Linked DNA regions of Arachis hypogaea: region 2 is linked to region 1. A link is a contact called in public Hi-C data. All regions are on one chromosome and are shown on one strand. Each heading gives the region's core, a stretch centred on a gene start, on an enhancer-like site or on the middle of the called end of the contact. The rest is flanking DNA. Distances are from core to core; before and after follow the strand shown.

Region 1 (2,747 bases), core at 141-2,640:
GAATACGTTTTTACCTCAGAGAACCCAGTCATTGCATCCGAAAACCCTCTTTTGTTGCCCAAAAGAGCAGGCTTCGACGAGGAATGATGATCATCAGCTACAGGACGCAAAGGAAACAAAGGTTTCTCATCAAATTGAGTAGAACTCCTCAAGCAAAGATCTGAGTCTCTTTCAGGAGACTGAGATCCCGGAAGCCCCAACCTCAGCTCAGTAGCTTTGAGGTTCAGATTGCTTTTAGTCTCATCAGAGAATGAGGGAACTGAGCTATCCACAGAAGAACAATCAGACAATCCCATGTAGTTTCGCTCCTTCAGTTTCGAGCTGTTCAGACAATTCACACTTTCCATGGTGGATGAGGAAGAAACCAACAGAGTCACATGGCTCTGCTGACCTTCCTCATCCCCCACCACGCCGAGTAGCGGAGACATAGCAGTTCAATAGAGAATCTCCCAATTTTGAATACCTTATCATCAAAACAATAACACAAACATCTGTCATGCGTTGCTTACACACTGAGGAATCTTCAAACACACAGAAAATTGGACAAAGCAATAAATAAATAAACAATTAACATTGTAAACATAGCTGGCCACACTTGATTCATAAGCAACCTCAACAAATTATAATTCATTGATTTGAGTAACTTCATTAACCTATTGAAGCATACTATTGTTCACAATTTTTTTTTCCAATGTTTCTTATGCTTTCAGCCTAAGAAGCATGAAATTAGCATCAATCACCAAGTATGTCATGCTTTATGACTTGTTCATGATTTTTTTTTTTAAGTTTAATAACATAAATCTAGCCTCAGGGTTTTAAGAGAAAGACCTCAGAAGCAACCCAAACACTGAAGAATCAACAATGTATGTGAGACTGTTAAGTATATTAGAGCAATCCCTTAAATAATGAAAATAAAAATAATAATTATTAGTCAATAATAAAAGAAATACTTGATGGCTATGCTTGTGTTTGTGTTTGTTAGTGCAGTGAAGGAATTTTGAGAAAAATGGAAGACATTGATCGAAAGTTTTTATAGGAAAACCGAATAAAGATAAAAAGAGAGGCTACAAAAGTTGAAAGCAAAAGGAGGCAGAAGAAGGAGACATAATTTGCTTGGAAGCAAAAAAATAAATAAATAAATAAACACTTTGTGTGCTGAAGATGTTAACGTTTTACCTGAAGAATCAGCAGATCAAAGGAGAAGAAGAAAGGGTGAAGAAGAAGAAGGAGGAGAAGGTGAAGAGTGTGATTGAGAGAGAGAGAGAGAGAGAGAGAGAGAGAGAGAGAAGAGAACTAAGGACCCTCCATTTTGGCACAAAGTAACAAAAGCTTCTTTGTTTGTTCGATGTGAAACACCATGCATTAAAATATATAATGTAATAATAATATAATAATCAATAAATATGACTTCAATTTATTAATATAAATAACAATTATTTGATGTGTATACTAAAATTAACAATCAAAGTCAATTATCAATATAAAATACATATTAGAATATAAATATACATTAAAATAAATTAAATTATATATATTTATACATAAATATATTAATGGCTGATTTTAGTAATTAATTTAATATACGAATAATATTTTTGTATAATAAATAAATAAGAGACTAAGAGAGTGCCTCAAACAAATAAAAAATAATTTTTGCAAGAAGAGTTGTTTGCTATTTAAAGAGACTTTCTTTTAGCATAAAACTCGGGATAAAAAGATATTATATGTGAGATAGACTGTGTAGAAACTTTTACTATTGTCAATAATTTACAGGATTGCTCTAGATTTATTGATCTTTTAGTGTTCAAAATCCGAGATATTGGAAACGGCGTGCTGATTCCGGTTGATTTTGAGAGATATAAATACAATAGCAAATATCATGATAAAAACTGCAATGAGGACTCTTTCTTTTCAAGTAGAACTTCCATTATCTTAAAAAGATTTTAAAAATAGTATTCAAAGAGAATTATCTTTCTTAAGCAGTTTTTTATTTATTTTATCTTTTTTAGTTGTTGTTTATTTTTTTTTTAAAGTCACAAAAAAACAAATAAAAAGTAGGGCAAAACACATAAGTAAACCATAGCTAGGTCAATATTACATGAATCAGCCAAATCAAAAATTGGTTCATCAATCAACCAAAGGAGATTTCTATATAATTTGAACCAATTTGGTTCGAACTCAATCTCCATGTGATTCGAACCAATTAGGTTCGAATTACACCTTGTAAAGGTTTGCCAAATAATTCGAACCAATTGGGTTCGAACTTTTACATATAATTCGAACCAATTAGATTCGAATTAGTGTGAAGAATTAGCCAGCAAGTAATTCGAACTAAGATGGTTCGAATTACTAAGAATTCGTTCCGCACAGCAATTTAAGTTACGAACATAGTTTCTGCATCATGGTTTAATAAAACTCGCAGAGTTATTTATTCTGGTGTGCATTAGACATACATTTCGTTTAAAACTGCGGAGAAAGAACATATTCATTAACTAAATTCCCATTCAAAGTACATCACACTAACGTTAACAAATTCTATCAGTTAGCAACTACAAGTAAGAAAACCGATAATAGTGGAATCTAAATGCGAAATTGAAACAACGAAAGTACCAACTCCACCAAAACACCTAATCATGCCCCCGTGTGTGCTCTGCTCTTCCGAGCTGTGGACAACTTCGACGTGTGTGGCTCGGCTGCTGACAAAGCCCACACCTCTTTGGCCGGTTCGGATCTGCCTAGTCCATATT
Region 2 (2,747 bases), core at 85-2,584, 170 kb before region 1:
AAAAATTTTAAAAATACTCCTAAGTCTTAATTTGTTTAAATTTCATTCCAAAAGTTTTAAATTTACATCAATTCTACTCTTTTAATTAATAGTGTTTAAATCATTAACAAATATTAGTAATGTGACAAATGATGTGATAAGGAAAGTGAAAACATACTTATTTTAGTAACCATTTGTCTTCCCTTTTTTAAATGATTTCTCTTATTTCTTTTTCTTAGTGACGAAGACAAACAAAAACTAGAGAACAGAGTCACACGAACAGACTTGGAGAGGGAGGAGAATGTCGTACCATTCTCTTCAATCTTCCGCTGTGACATTGCAAAATTACAAATCGCCAATTTGATAATTCCTTTTCCAAATCACCAATCATCTATGTATCTTGCCTTACTGTTAATATATCATCTACACATAGCAGTACGAAAAGGAACTTATCACCTATAGATATTTTGACATACACATAATGATCTGTATTCGTCCTGGTGTATTTATGACTCACCATAATAGAGTCAAACTTCTTACCATTGCCTAAAAAGTTGCTTTAAATCATACAAACTCTTCTTTAATATGTAAATCATATTCTCATTTCTGATTAGTTCTAAAATTTTTTTTGGTTATTTTGTCTAGATTTCTTTCTCCAAACCTCCATAAAAAAATATAGGTATCAAATCTAACTAACTGCTTAAGCTCCAAATCTAAGCAAGCTGTCAATATGAGAATCACTCGAATAGAACTCATTGACAATAGAAAAAAAATCTCATCAAAATCTATTCTTGACTTTTGTTCAAAGGCTCTAACAACTAAGCACGAACTTATACTTTATTAACTTGTTGCCATCTTTCTTGAGTTTGAACATCTATTTGTTCTGGAGAGCCTTCTTTTTTTAGAAAGTTTAACCAATTTATAGGTGTTTTTTTTCTTTTATAGAAAATTTCTTCTTTTTTATCAAATAAAATAAAAATCAACTAACCGTTATGGCTCATGTGTTTCTTCAAGTATTAAACTAAGCATTTTTTTTTTCAAAACTTCTTGTTTCTCGTTTACTCTATAAGTTCCAACCAATTTTAATTAAAGTATCACACAATTTATTATAATTTTTTATTATCAATGGTGTGTATTAAACCTGTATACATTTTTCATACATTAACGATTAATTGTATCCAATGATCAAGTTACACTTTTTTATATGGTAAATTATATGGTAAAAATTTAAATATGTATAAAAATACAAAGATTCCATTAAATGCAATGTAATTGCAACACATATATATGCTGAAAGTGGTTATTAAGACGTGGTTTGATATGAGTTCTATAACACGATGGAATGATGATAAGATTTTTTTTTGGGTGACTAGAACAAATAAGATGAGTATGCAGAGAATGGGCTAAGTAGAAAAAATATCTAATAACATATTGGTAGACGGTCTCATAAGAGTTTACTAGTTGACATGCCTTTTTGAACGGGAAGATATAACTTTCGCAAAATAATTAAAACATTGTTGAAAAAAATACAATAAACAAATCTATATTAAATAATTATATATAATAATAATAAATAATTTAAATTTTATTTAATTGGATATATATCATATGAAATAATTAATTTAATTTTAATACATATTAGTGCAAAATAGTTTATATGCGCATTCAATTACATAATATTACGTAAAAAATAATTATTTTTATATTAACTACATGAATAATAGTTATTCAAAAAATATATGTAATTGAATAACTGTATAAAATATTTACATTATTAATACATCAAAATTAAACTCAAAATTAATGTATAAATAATTTTAGTTATATTTTATATTTTTTACCTATCCCACATTGGAAATGTCGTGAATTCTTCAACTTCCTCCTTAGAATTTTTTCTGAGACTCTCAGCAGCTCTAAAAGCTCTAATTTGCTATTGGCGTCTTCTAATAGTCCTTTCAATCTCAAGATCAAAATAAAAAAAAGGTTCCATGTATCTGTTCCTACTCAAACAAATTGAAAATAAGAAAAAGTAAGAATTTGTATGTTAGAGCAAAGAGAATTTTCAATGAGATAAACTGAGTAAAAGAAATAAAACAAGGTAAACTAAAACAGAAAATATAAATTTTTGAATATTAAAGAGAAATTTAAAATAAAATTTTGAAAATTATGAGAGAAAAAATAAGAAAATACAATGAATAAAACAAATGAAAAATACCAAATAATTTTCGAAAATTAAAGGGAAAAAATTAAACAAATTAAAGCAAAAAAGTATAATCTAGGTAATCAAACAACGGGTAGTTGTCAATCACAGTTAACCCCTGGTAACGGCACCAAAAACTTGATGCAGAATTTCAAATACCACAAACTAACCGGCAAGTGAGTCGAGTCATATCAAGTAATACTCTATTCCTAGGATGAAGAACAAAATCAATACTTGAATTTAAATCAATGTATTACTTAAAAGTAGAATGATAGTAGGTTATTAATCCATCAAAATAAACAAAACTACTAACCTTAATAGAGGAGGTTTAGTTGCTCATGGCTAAAAAGAAAAACCTAGAATTGTAAAAAATATCAAAGTATCGAATGAGGAAGAAGAAGCGAAGAGAGGCCAAAGGGCTGAATCTTTTCTCCTTTTATATCTAATCCTAATTGATTTGAAAATAAAATAAAATAAAATTACAAACCCTAAAAGATTTTGTTTTATTTTAATTAAATATAAAAACTAAAGCTAATGAAGCCTTCCTTGAATATCTGAAAAATGCATT

The links. Hi-C and Micro-C count contacts between places; a contact is called where the count stands out from the background.
Region 2: a Hi-C map of an unstated tissue shows a contact between it and region 1, with 6 times the contacts expected there. The contact joins the enhancer-like site here to the promoter of LOC112703318 in region 1. A contact is called at or near these places in 2 of 8 Hi-C or Micro-C datasets (leaf and an unstated tissue).

The regions. Positions count from the first base shown.
Region 1 is chr7:67,124,175-67,126,921 of arahy.Tifrunner.gnm2.J5K5, reverse strand. It overlaps LOC112703318 (auxin-responsive protein IAA9), which reads right to left and starts at 1,390. Exons shown (of 7, transcript XM_025754719.2): 1 at 1,177-1,390; 2 at 15-463. The coding sequence starts at 428.
Region 2 is chr7:67,298,113-67,300,859 of arahy.Tifrunner.gnm2.J5K5, reverse strand. It overlaps LOC112703321 (a long non-coding RNA gene), which reads right to left. Exons shown (of 3, transcript XR_003154563.3): 3 at 2,414-2,747. Among protein-coding and RNA genes, the nearest start is that of LOC112703321, 4.5 kb to the right of the region's middle. Within about 2 kb of position 1,334, at least 1 of the 3 cell types and tissues checked has open chromatin away from gene starts, as enhancers often do.